Linked DNA regions of Mus musculus: region 2 is linked to region 1. A link is a contact called in public Hi-C data. All regions are on one chromosome and are shown on one strand. The core of a region is the stretch at or near the end of the contact, and the rest is flanking DNA. Distances in the headings are between cores, read along the strand shown. Region 1 overlaps St6galnac3 (ST6 (alpha-N-acetyl-neuraminyl-2,3-beta-galactosyl-1,3)-N-acetylgalactosaminide alpha-2,6-sialyltransferase 3). Region 2 overlaps St6galnac3 (ST6 (alpha-N-acetyl-neuraminyl-2,3-beta-galactosyl-1,3)-N-acetylgalactosaminide alpha-2,6-sialyltransferase 3).

Region 1 (6,738 bases), core at 2,544-5,043:
AGCAGGAAGCTGAGAACTGCATCAACCACCTGAAGCCAGAATGAGAGAAGATGGACACGAAACAGCGAGACTTGAAAGTCTCAGAGACTGCCTTGAGGGACATACTTCCTCCAGCGAGGCCATACCTTTCAAGCCTCTCCAAATAGTGTGCCTGACCAGAGACTAAACATTCAAACACCGAAGCAGATGGGGGCGAGTTCTCATCAAAGCACTGCACATCCCAAGTCCAGTAAGGATAACTGGGTGCCAGCAGGGGTGAGGGGGAGTGAGCCCTGGTGGGCTAGTGTACCCACTCTCCAGCAGAGATTCAGCTGGAGCTAAGGAGGCTTAGTCATCTGTACCCCTCACTCACATGCACCCCCATGTGAGGGAAGAGACCACAGAAGACCCCCAAATCTCTGTCTCTAACAGTTGCTTTGATTTTTTTTCCTTTGCTTTGGACATTTAATTTTGTACTTAGGTTGGGGTTTTTGTTTGGCTTTTTGTTTTGTTTTGTTTTTGTTTTTCCCCCCTTTGGTTGTTTTTGTTTTTCTTAACTCTCACATCCCCTAATTATAAAGGCTGTAAAACCTATACATGAATCCACCCACGCAGAGAACTTTATTCAAAGAAAATGTGGACAATAATGTCATCATTCACCTCAAGGTCAAATGCATGCTGGATCTGCCATGGATGCCAGGCTAACAGTGGAGGTGGTAGGGTGATAATAATAATAATTAATAATAATAATAATAATAATAATAATAATAATAATAATAATAATATAAAGACCAACTCAGAAACATACCCTTAAGAGTTTCCATAAGGTTTTTTGCCCATCTTCCTTTCACTGTGAACATACTCCCTTTTAAGAAAATCCAGACACTTTACAACTCTCCTTAGGCTTTCTGATTCCTGAATGGTGCTTCTGTGTGTGAAAGGGGCATTCAGACCTTCCTTGTGTCTTAAAGGAAACCAACAAAAGTAGGGAGACCAGTGAATAATGATTAGAAGAGGAAAGGCTGGGCTTACAGGACGGCTCCACGGTTAAGAGCACAGTGTTCTCTTCTAGAGGACCTGGCTTCAATTCCTAGCACCCACATGATGGCTCAAAACCATCTATAACTCCTGTTCTAGGGATCAGAAGCCCTCTTAAATTCTCAAAGGATGAATAAAAACATTAATTTTTAAAAAAATAAAATAGGAAATAGAAAAGATAGTGGAAAGCCATTTCTGTTCTAAGCATCCCATAATAAAAGACCTATAAAGGAAACCCACAAGACTGGAAGATACTGTATGGGATCTTGGGCATAGGGAAGGCAAATCCTAGCCTGCCAGTGCCCCCCCCCCCATTATTTACTTGGAAATAGTGAAGTAACCTACCAAGGTGCACGGCTTAACAACTGAAAGTTGAAGGGCCATATACAGCAGGTCTGGTTTCATTTTTTCTGGCCCTCCTGCCTCAGGGCCCTTCCTGTGCCCAGTGGACTCTTCCTTGCACCATCCTATAAATTGTCTCTTCCTTCATACCCTGCTCAAATGTCACCTAAGCACAAAGGGCTATCGAGGCACTGGCCTCATGATTGCCTCACCAGCTCCATCCCTTCTGATAGTAGCCTTCTTCCTGGTACTTCAGTTATCAGGATGCCTTTCTGCCTCCTTCATTGGAATGTGTGGTATGCTGAAGGTCTGGTCTATTGGCTGCTGAGAACCCAACATGGGAAATAACTCCAGACACAAAGTAGCCACTCATTCCAGATGACCCAAGGGCTCCTCATTTTTGCAAAGGAAATTCCATACTGAAGCATCCTGCTGTATCTCAGGCAATCCCAGACCACTCCATGGCCCACTTTGTCCAACAAATTTATCTTGAAAGAAACAAAATGACAGTGAAGGAAGGCAAGAAGCTGGGACAATAGAGGGAGAAAAGATATTAATAAATAAATCCATATTTCTCTATGTGGAGAGCAAAAGAGATGCACTGTTTTAGGGGCTGTCTGGATCAAATTGAATATGTTGTTCAGAGCCATGATACCTCTTCATTTTGGCTTTCATATTTCACAGCACCATAATACACTGGGTGGGAATTTCAATAGCAGGTTTAATATACCGTGCAAGCTAGTGTAGACTCTCAGATTATACATATTCATGGGACCAATCACAGCTTCGCTTCTGAGATGACTGGCAAAGTAGAGTATCAACAAGAGAACAACAATCAAAGAAACAGGAGGGGATTTTAGTTGCTATTTACTTATGACATCTTTCTGGAAAAAATAAGAAAAATGAAAGATCGTTTCTAATGACACACTAGAACTAACGAAACAGTGTTCTGAACTGTCATCTCTTTCTCCTCCTCCTCCTCCTCCTCCTCATACAATTAAGCATTTCAAAGCAGCACCACAAGGCAGGGTTTCCGCCAGACGCAGTGATATCTGAGTGCGAAGTTGGTTAATAATACTGCAGCTTTAATTCCTTCCCAAAGATATTCTTCCAGCAGCTCAAATCAAATCAAGCTGGCACTTGTGGGATATGGATATCTCTAGTGATCTTCATATTCTCATCCGCAAGAACCTCCTGCGAATTGCTGTTATTTACCTTGACAGTCCTTCAGCCCAGAGTGGGCGTGGGACTTCATTATCAGTCCATAGGCTGTGATAAGGTGAAACCGGCTGACCACACCCTCTAGTTTGCTAGTGTCAGCTCATGAAGGACCATAGGAGTTTGTGTTGTATTTCCCGTGATAAATAATGTTACATGTTTGTGCCCCAGTACTTCCTTTTCTGTGACAAAAATAAGAAGATTGTTTTTTGGCCTTGGGTTCTTAGGACAGTGGGAGGAAAAATTTGGGATCAAAGATGAGGAAAACACTTTAAAGGGAGGGCTGGAATTTTCTCTCCTGTTGGCCTGCCACCTGGCAGGATACTCGGTTCACTCCCTGTGAGCATGAGGGTGGTCCTCATCTACTGTGCCACTGTTTCTTGTAGGCTACCTTGTGCAGCCAGTGTCTTCACATTCTATTTGCAGAACTGAGAGATCGCTAGTGGCTTACTCGAGATCAGAGCCCAGGTACGTGGCAGAGGCCTGATTTGAATCCTGTCCTTCCAGTACACCCACACCTCTCTCCTGAACATTCGGCTGATTGGTATGAAAAGCAACTCGTGGTGTTTTAACACACCATCTCCATCTGTAGAAATTTTGTGAAAGGCTGGTAGCCAAGCCTTCCTCTGTGTCACGTACACACTTTCCGCCTGGCACTCTCTTTGCACACCATCTCTGTCTCAGCGTGAGAGCTGTCTACAGACCCGGGCTTTCTCATTGTAATTTGGAATGTCAACAGGGGCTCCACTGTATTGAACCAGTGTGTGGACTGACACCCACTCTGGCACATGTGCAGCTGTTCTATGCTCGCTAGTAATGCTTACCCCCCAGTGACAGCAGACCGAGGTTCCTCCTTCCAGAGAATAGGCCATGCGCAGTCCAGTCGCCGTGGAAACCTCGACATACAGCACATTCCTCAGCATGCAGATGCATTAATGAGCCTCAGATCTCAGGTTTGCAGCTGCCACTGTCCATGCATCAAAGCAGCGGCATGTGGCGTGTGGGTGGCTCTGCGAGGCACAGCCTTGCCTGAATTAAATGCTTCCTGGAACCCACCGCAAAAGGTTCATTTTCCAAATGGGTTTTGTTAATTTAATTTATTTTTTTTTCTTTTTGTGGCTAGAAACCTAGAGGAAAATTGAGATGAATAAACGGGGTTAAGCCGCCCCAGGGGATGGCTTGTCCGCCGACCACTTTCCAGGCAGGGAACTATAGAACACACGGTAATGACTACTGCTTGTCAAAGGATCTGATGTGTGTTTTGCAGAATAGAACAGCTCGTATTTTCAGCACTTGATAAGCCATTCTCTAGGGAAATGAATGAAGGCTGCACGCTGCTGTCTCTGCCGCCTAAACACACACTTGTTTGAAGTGAAGGCAGCGAAAAACAAGGCAGGAGAAAACCCCCGCTGCTGCCCCCCTGCACATTCTCTCTCCATCACACATTTTCCTGTATTGTTGAAAACAAGTTCAGGAAATGCAAGAGGAAATATTCCTGAAAATGGATTCGGGCTTGGCAGAACGAGCGAGGCCGAACATGGAAAGTCACCTGTTTGGACAAGTACAGAGGATCTGCTAGACAAACAGGGTCAGAGTCCAGTCAACTCAAGAAGCCTGTGTTGGCCCTGCGGATGAATTAGCTCGGACAAATCAAAGGAAGGCCCATAGGCAAATCAAAAAACGGGCACGTTCAAAATAAACGGTTGAGTACAGATGCAGTTTTATTAGTGAGTCAGCATTGGCTGAAGCGGATGCTTGATTGCTTCAGGGGGAAATCCCATGCTCCCCCACATAATTACTCTCCTCTTTGGGGTACAATACAATTAGAACCACTTGGACTGGTGTGTAGGGATCTCCTGGTTCCTTCTGCCCTGCGTATTATTTATAGTTGCAGGTTAGGTTATACCCTGAATATCACATTTCTCACAAGAAACAATACTGAGTAGCCAGAGGCTGCCAGGTTCACTGTTCAACCCTGAGTCGTTTTGATTAGAGCCATATTTTACCACTTAAGCTGCTTTAGATTTTTCAAGCTGTGAAAACCCTGTTCTTGCATTTGGTATTCTTAAAATGGAGGGAAACCATCCCTGCTGCTTGCTTTTCTCTTCAAGAGTCCAGTGTCATGCTGCTAGCTCATCCAGGTCAAGGCAGCCTAAGTCACTGCATGTCTTCTGTCTGGGCGTGGGTGGAAACCTGAACCATTTCCTGTGGTAAAGAGCAGAAGGGCTGGGCCATGCAGAAGTCATCAGTTGAATGCAGAGAGCCAAGTCAGCCACTCATGGACCACGTGTGCTTGGGTTGGCTGATCTAGCACTGCCCATCCTAAATCAATAAGGACTTAAAACTTTTATGAAATACCTCTATAAAAATATCTCTATGAAATATAAATCTTTATGGAATGTTATTTAAAATGCATGTGTCATAGTTCTCCTCTTTCACTTCAGTATTCAGCCCTCAAACAAAAGGCTTTACCTCACCACTGGGTCTTCTTTATCTTCCTTGTGTTATTGATTTTTTTTTTTAATGCTGCACACGAAGTTGTGTGGTTCCATCTCCTGTTGCCTTCGCCCTAATACCACATGATCTCCAACCATAGAAGAAGTGTGTCCCTGTAGTGTCTCCTTTCTCCAGTACTTCAGGGATTTTATCATGAGTGGGTGTTGGGTTTTGTCAAAGGCCATTTGTAATCCACTCAGATGATCCTGTGATTTCTGTCTTTGTGTGATGGACTACTGTCTTTTTTACATATGTAAAACCATCCCTGGATCTCCTTGGTCACGGTGAGTGCCTTTTGAATGTGCAGCTGAGTTACCTTGGCAAGTATTTTACTGAGAAGTTTCACAGTTATGTTCATTGGGGAAGGAGGGAGACAGGATTTTCTTTTTTATTTATTTCTGGGTTGTTTGTTTAATTTTCCACTGCATCTATGTCCAGCTTGGCTATCAGAATAACACTAATGTTGTAGGATAAATTGGTAGAATGTCTTTTCTCTCAGTTTTGAGGAGTATTTTGAGAAACATTGGTATCAGCTGCACTTTGAAGCAGTGACCAGAGTCCATCAAGGAATCAGTCTCTACATGAGCCAATTTAGACAGGCAGCTCATTACCAAGCTCATTACATCATTGCTAACTGTGTTTAAGTTGTTTGTGTTCTTGGCTTAATTTTAGTAGGTCCTGTGAGTTTAGAAGTTATTTCTTCCAGATTTTCAGTTCTTTTGGAATGTGACTTTTCAAAATGCACCCTAATTATCTTTGGAATTCCATTGGTTTCTGCTGTTTTATCTCTAGTTTTATTCATTTGAATCTTTTCCCCCTTCCTTTAGGCTGGCTAATAATTAGTTAATCAGATTTTTCAGATAACCAATCTCTTGTTTCTTTTAGTCTTTTTCATTTTCAGTTCATTAATCTATGTCCTGATTTTTATTATATCTTTCTACCTGTTGACTGAAGGTTTCTCTTTTTTCCCTAGGCTGTAAGGTATACCATTGTTGTTTATATGACAGTTCTCTGATTCTCTAACATGCACAGTTATAATCATGAAATTCCTTCTTAGAACTGCTTTCATAATATCCACAGGATCTGCTGTATTGTATTATCATTTTTTATTTGATTCTAGAAGATTTTAAGTTACCTAATCCTGATTTAAGGACATGATATGTGATAATATGTTATTGGGTCTTTATGTGTTTATTTGAATGTAGTTTCTCTTGTTTTTTTATTTATTCAGTTGTGATCCTGTAGAATAGAAATTATTTCATTTTTCTTATATTTCTTATGCTTGCTTTGTGCCCTAAATGTGATTTATTTTAGAAAAAAACCTATTGATGACCCTTTGAAAATATTCTTCAGGGTTTGAATAGAATGTTCTGTAGATGTTTGTTACATAGACTTAATCTGTAATGTTGTTGAACTCTGGTGTTCCTTGTCGGTTTGTTTTTCATCCGGGTGACCTATCTCATGGCCTGAGTTGTGTACTTCGAGCCCCCGCTATTGTTGTGTTAAGGTTCATCTGTTTCCCTTTCCACTTGAAGTACCACTCTCATGAAACTGAGTGTGTATGTGATGGTTAGCTTTAACTGCCAGCATGATCCAACCTAGACTCACCTAGGAAAACAGTCTCGATGAGGAATATGAGGCCTGTGGAATATCTAGGGGGACTGT
Region 2 (6,738 bases), core at 2,386-4,885, 290 kb before region 1:
CAAGGCCAGCCAGGGTAGTATGACAAGACCTCATTTCTACAAAACAAGCAAGTGGAGCAGAAAACCAACCTGAGAAAGAGTGACAGACTTTCTGCTGAGTTATATGTGGAAAGCGTTCGATGGAATCTGAACGATGTCCATTTTTGTCTTTCTTTCTCTCTAAAGCAGACAGGACACACATGAGCTCTGACCCACTCTCCCCTACAGGTGCCCTTCTGTGTCACATGACCTGAGCTGATGGAACTGCCGCCTCCCATTGGTTACATGTACAGGAGTGAGTGCTGTGCATGCGTTTATATATTTTATTTTCCTAGTGTCTGACACACACACACACACACACACACACACACACACACACACACGCACACACACGTTGGGTGCTTGTGCACATCAGCATCAGACCCCCCCTCCCCCCGCATTGTTCTTCCTCATGACTCACAGTCTTTTTAGACAAACCCAGAACTCATCAACCTGGATAGTCCGCTTGCTTGGGGATCCCCTGCCTCTGTCTTCTGAGCTGGAATTACAGGGGGTTGCCATGCCCACCTGGCACTTTGTGGGGCATTGGGCTATGCATAGACAGGCTGTCTCCAGTTGAGCTGAGGTCTGAACCCTGAAGGGTGATAATTCACCTACATGACACGGTAGGCATTCCCTCATGCTCCTGGAACTCTGGCTCCTGCCTAAGTTACCGCCCCCCACAGCCCCCACAAGAGAAGCAGAGCTACAAGACTCGTAGGCAATGGCTCAAGCGTCTGACCTTCAGGCTAAACTCTTCCCCAGTTACCTAGCAACAGTAAAGACCATAAAAGGGGCTGTTCAGCCTCTGCTTGCTCTCTTACTTATCTCTCTCTTACTTCTTACCCCTCACTCTCATGCTCTCTCCTCTCTCTTTGTCTTCTCCTCTCCTCTCTCTCTCTTACTCTCTCTCTCTCTAGCCTTTCTCCTCTCTCTCTCTCTCTCTCTCTCTCTCTCTCTCTCTCTCTCTCTCTCTCCTTTCTATCGTCTCTCTTTCTCCCTGCCTTTCTATAACAAAGCTCTAAAACCATTGATGGTCTCTGCTCCAGTCAAGATCCGTTGCGCTCACTCTTGCGATGTTGGGAACCTCTCTTCCCTCACCCCTCTCTCCCATAACCCCAGTGGCTTTAGCACAGGGGCTCCCTGGGGCTTTAGGAGAAAGTAGCTCCGGGGCCCCCAGGTAGGGCTGCCCCTTAGCCATCCCCCGGAGAATGGGTCAGTGGCTTAGATGCCCACTCAGGGATGAGTGGAAAGTGTATGGCAGCCCTCCCACCGCTGACTGAACAGAGAATAGGTGGAACTCTGGCGGGGTGTGGGTCTTCCCCTTCCCCCCTCTTCCCCAGGGCCTCTTTTTAGCTCCCAACAGCACTTAGTTTTCTGGAGACCCAAGCTCCAGTCCTATGGTTACAGCACATTACTAACCACCAGGACATCTTCTCAGCCCAACTACTGTCACTTTTAACTGTGCTCTTTGGGTCCTGTGAGAAGAGTCTTTGTATGCCAGGAGCCTTGTCAGGACATAGAGCAACAGGCATTCTTAATTGGTTCTTCTTTTTAAATGATTGCTGTGGTCTGATGTGTTTTTGCACACATATCTCCAGTTATTTTAAATTATAGTGTGTGTGTGTGTGTGTGTGTGTGTGTGTGTACACTTGCTGAAGCCAAAACTGGGTATGAGGGTCTCTGGGGCTGCAGTAATATGGGTCATGAGTTGCGTACCTGGTATTGAACTCTGATCCTCTGAAAAAGCAGTAACTGCTCTTAATGGCTGAGCTGTCTCTCCAGCCCCACCTTCAGCTCTAGTTTTCCAGGGGGAAATCCCTATAAAATGTATTTCATTCTGAGGATGGAGCCATTCATTTGGCTGCTGTTTGAACGTGCTAGAAACAACATCATTGGGATTACACATTACAACACACCTTCCTTCCGAATTGCTCATCTTTAAGCTTTGTCATCAGAACCCTGCTCCTTTAGGTCCTCACATCCTTAGCTTATGAAGAAAACTACAGCTTTTTCATTGGTGTGTTTATATCCAGAAGACTAGTCTAGAGCCATTGAGGATCTTGTCCTCCTGTGTGGCTAGGTAAAGAAATCAGTTTTATGGTGACATGAAGGGCCCTCTGGAGTGGGGTAGCCTGGGAAAAGCACCGAGTCCCAGAGTACCCACACCAGTGGAGCTCTGGGATTTGCCTAAGCGATCCATGATGTAATAGACCTCCATGATGTAATAGACCACCATGATGTAATAGACCTCTACCGCATGGTTAGGGTGTAGCTCTGTCCTCGAGGTATCTGAACTTTGGCTGGAAAAAAGGAATGTGCAAACCCAGCGAGACATGGAAAACCTTTCCAACATGGAGTGTCTGACGGAACACACAGTGTACTGGAAGACATTGGAATAATCAGGCTATATGGCTGGCTTTTTAAATTTTTTTATTTCTGTGTGTGTGTGAAAGAGAGAGATAGGGGAGTGGCGGGGGGAAGAGGGAGAGGGATTCTCGGATTTTACTTCCTCCAAAATTCTCCAGTGAATGAGGGCGTCAAAAAAACTCTGAAGTCTTTAAAATGCGCTGAGAGCATTTTGTTTCCAAGGGAAGATTTATATTCTCCCAGCCTTTTCAATCCTGTTTTCCTATCTTATATGCTATAAACCAAACCTCATTCAGGAAAATAAAAGATGAATACGAGCTCTGAAAGAATACAGAATGGGGACACTCAGCCGAAATGGCCATAATTTCTTCTAGGAGAAGAAAAAAAAATTAAGCGTGTGGTGAGAAGCATTAAGACGCAGGGCTGCTACACGCTTACAAACAGCAGCTGCGGTAATGGAAACGTCTGGTCAGGAGGCCAAACCCGCAGACAGCGAGCAGGCTGAGCACTTTGAGGTCTATATGGACAGGGATTCATTGGTAAGAGGGGGCGGAGTGGCTCCACTGCCGACCGGAAATGGTTACGTGACCCTTCTGCGTCGGTTCCTCCTGACCATCATCAGCCTCCTTCTGGCTCGGATAAGCCCTTAATGTAATTCCAGGGCTTGCTTTAAAATCATTTTAAAGCAAGCCCTTAATGTAATTCCAGGGCTTGCTTTAAAATCATTTTAAAGCACTAGCACTTTACAGTTTATAGATCACCGTGGGGAGGACTCTAGGGAGAAAGGGCGCCATGACCGGTGTCTACTGAAGACAGACAAAGTAACTGAACAGCAGTGCCCAGCACTGCGTCTGCCTTAGAGTTGAATTCAAGTGTGCACCCTCACTTCCAGCGAGTTTGTTTATTTGCTTTGTTTTGCAGGGTAGCTGAGGTTATCTCAGTGACAAACCACTTCCCAAATTTAAGACAATCTCCTTCCACGGGGAGAGTGCAGACTGGTTCATTGTTGTCTGCTTTTATCTTCAGACTGACACATAAAATAACTAGGCTGTGACCTTCACACAGGTAGTCGCACCTGCTCCACAGCCTGACTGCACACAATCCTGTGGCTGACCTGTGTTGGCGGCAAGTGGGAGGTTTTGGGGACTGGCTTCCTATTTAGAATAATCCTGGTCTGCAAACGTGGGAGGGAAGCTGGGCCATTCGAGAGCACCATGTGTCGGCCTAATCGAAAGATGCTGAAATGGCAAGCTGTTGGAAGAGAACATCCCGTGCCGTTGATTCGCCAGCCCACGCTTTCACAAGTACCTTCCTGGAAGCCGGTCTGTGTTCTTTGTGTGGTGGCCTTTTAAATGTCAGCCTGCAGAAGGGTTTCTGTTTTTAGTTAAGGCTGATCTCTAAAGCAATCAGATAATAGTTTAAAGTCATAGCTCCCACTCGCTAAGTACTTGTAATGTGTTGATGCTGGGTTCTATATTCTCTTTCCATGAAATTTTAGGTAATATCTTTTGTCAACTCAGGTGTCACCTTGACTCAACCTAGTGCCACTTGGAAGAAGGATCCTCCACTGAGGAATTGACTGCATCATATTGGTCTGTAGGCACATTTATGGGGCATTGTCTTGATTATTCATTGATATATAAGGGTGCAGTCCACTGTGGGAGGGGTCATTCCTAGGCAGGTGGCCCTGGGCTGTACAGAAAGCTAGCTAAGGATGAGCTTGTGAGAGAACAAGCAGAGATGGGGCCAGCAGAGTGGCATTCCTCCCTGGTTCTGATTCAGGTTCTTGCCCAGGGTCCTGCTTTGATTTCCCTCAGACATGGATAGTGACCCAGAAGGGTAGAAAGAACTGAATCTTCTTCTCCCCAAGTCCTTTTGGTCAGAGTGTTTTATTGTGGCCAACAGGATGAAGGTAGGACAGGTAGTGCTGAAAAGACGGCAGGTGCACAGGTGTCACCGCACATGTTAATCATGGTTTGTCAGGCGAGCACTTTCTAATAGCTTGAACATATCTGTGTGTCTGATGTATTATCTTCTCGATGTACTGTGGACCCCTGGAACGATCCTGTGCCCATTGACTGGCACAGAGGTATCGTGTATCTGCCCACCCCTTCAGTTAGGAGCTGAACCCAGAGCTTTGTGCATAAGAGGCAAACGATCTCCCAGTGGGCTTCCATAGCTCTGTATATCATAAGTCTTTTTCACATCATTGTGTGAGTGTGTGTGTGTGTGTGTGTGTGTGTGTGTATGTTCATATGTGTAAGGGTTGCCATGGCATGTGACAGTGTAAGGACAACATTGAATTGATAGAAGAATTTTTATTTTATTTTTTATTTTTTTTCCATTTTTATTAGGTATTTAGCTCATTTACATTTCCAATGCTATACCAAAGTCCCCCATACCCACCCGCCCCCACTCCCCTACCCGCCCACCCCCCCTTTTTGGCCCTGGCGTTCCCCTGTTCTGGGGCATATAAAGTTTGTGTGTCCAATGGGCCTCTCTTTCCAGTGATGGCTGACTAGGCCATCTTTTGATACATATGCAGCTAGAGTCAAGAGCTCCGGGGTACTGGTTAGTTCATAATGTTGATCCACCTATAGGGTTGCAGATCCCTTTAGCTCCTTGGGTACTTTCTCTAGCTCCTCCATTGGGAGCCCTGTGATCCATCCATTAGCTGACTGTGAGCATCCACTTCTGTGTTTGCTAGGCCCCGGCATAGTCTCACAAGAGACAGCTACATCTGGGTCCTTTCGATAAAATCTTGCTAGTGTATGCAATGGTGTCAGCGTTTGGATGCTGATTATGGGGTGGATCCCTGGATAAGGCAGTCTCTACATGGTCCATCCTTTCATCTCAGCTCCAAACTTTGTCTCTGTAACTCAGAAGAATTTTTATAGTTTATTGATATCTATGCCAGATTAGCTGGGATTCTCTTACCTCTGCCTCCTATCTCTTTGTTGTGGGGTCACAGATATGTGCTACCACACACTGATTTATGTGTGTCCTGGGAATACAGACTCTGGTCCTCACAATTGTGTTTCGGATGCGTCTTAAGTTTTGTTGTTGCTGTTTTATCAATGGATATTGGCTCTTTTTCTCTGCAGAATTCTAATACAGTGCATGACACTGAAGCTCTGTGAAGGTGACAGAATGTCTGATCTTTCAAGTTAGACAGAGCCCTTTGCACCCATCAATTTTCAGCACTAGTGTTGAATTTCTTTAGCCAACGCTGGGTAAATGTATTTGCTCACCTGGACACCACGTTTGACCCTGGCAGTTGGTGCTATTTCTGTTGATGAGTTAGAATCACTCATTGCTCGTGATCTAAGTTCTTCTGATGGACCAAGGAAGCACTTTTCTTCCCCAACATCTTTTATCTGTTGATTGGTTCTTGTGGCTAAATGGGATGTTGGAATGAGTGATATGTGGCTGAGGTAGGGCGAACTTTGAGCAAGAACAGCCACTGCGAGTCACTGGGCAGCCAGATTGTATTCAGTGTAGAGACTGCCTCCAGGGTGGCGGAAGCACAGAGATAAGGGTGGGCTGTATGACTTGGATATGACTCTCACTGTTGTTATTTTGTACAAACCACAAAAGCCATTGTGCATTCCTAAGGCTGGAGAGATTAGTGGCAGTTCTCTCTCATTTTACAGATGGGAAACCCTCTTAGCCAGTCAGTAACATTCTGAAATCCTATTACTTAGAGCCAGCCAAGGTGTCAGGAAGGAGTTGGGTTAGCTCTAGGCAGCAACATCTGCATAACAGTAGCGGCTTTCCTCTCTCCTGGATTGCTCTGGAGTCATTTGTGGTAATGAAGCTATCTATCTCTGTATGTTATAGCCATCAGATTATCTTCAGAAACCATACAGGTGTGATTAGTTTAAACCTTTAAGACCCATGGAAACAGTTGAGTTCGCCAGGCGTGTCTGCTGTGTGCACTTAAGATTCTTCACTGAATAGTAATTGTAGTAACTGCTGGCCCGCTCTTGGGAAACCTTTAAAAATAATAATTTGTACTTCAAACATCTCTTTCTGTGAGTTGCTCAAATGCCTTGCAAGAATGGTTTACTAATCCATCCTTTGAGATGGTAGATAGGGTAGCTTCCAGTGGAGCAACACAGTAGGAGGTGGACACACACACACACACACACACACACACACATATGCCAGAAGCTCTGAGAATCCAAACCAAAACTTGGTTCCAGCCAGACAAGATCCCTGTCCATCGTGCTAGAAGAACTGCTCGTGCTTTTGAGGCTCATTTTATGTTTATTGCCTTAATAGAAGTTTACTAAATTTATATATGGTAGATATTGCAGAAGATGATGAATGAAATGGAGAAGCCCTTTC

What was found. A called contact is a pair of places that touch in the nucleus more often than the background predicts.
Region 2: a Hi-C map of cerebral cortex shows a contact between it and region 1, with 3 times the contacts expected there. The contact joins two enhancer-like sites. A contact is called at or near these places in 4 of 484 Hi-C or Micro-C datasets (cerebral cortex, nephron progenitors and ventral hippocampal neurons), 2 of 115 datasets of contacts at active chromatin or transcription factors (astrocytes and bone marrow-derived dendritic cells) and 1 of 9 other capture datasets (embryonic stem cells).

The regions. Positions count from the first base shown.
Region 1 is chr3:153,274,331-153,281,068 of GRCm38.p6, reverse strand. The region is part of intron 3 of St6galnac3 (ST6 (alpha-N-acetyl-neuraminyl-2,3-beta-galactosyl-1,3)-N-acetylgalactosaminide alpha-2,6-sialyltransferase 3); the gene reads left to right. Among named protein-coding and RNA genes, the nearest start is that of 1700012D16Rik, 21 kb to the left of the region's middle. Within about 2 kb of position 3,793, at least 73 of the 459 cell types and tissues checked have an H3K27ac peak or open chromatin away from gene starts, as enhancers often do. A contact at or near this core is called in cerebral cortex, where this site is marked.
Region 2 is chr3:153,568,203-153,574,940 of GRCm38.p6, reverse strand. All of the region lies in intron 1 of St6galnac3 (ST6 (alpha-N-acetyl-neuraminyl-2,3-beta-galactosyl-1,3)-N-acetylgalactosaminide alpha-2,6-sialyltransferase 3), which reads left to right. Among named protein-coding and RNA genes, the nearest start is that of Gm32721, 18 kb to the left of the region's middle. Within about 2 kb of position 3,635, at least 26 of the 459 cell types and tissues checked have an H3K27ac peak or open chromatin away from gene starts, as enhancers often do. A contact at or near this core is called in cerebral cortex, where this site is marked.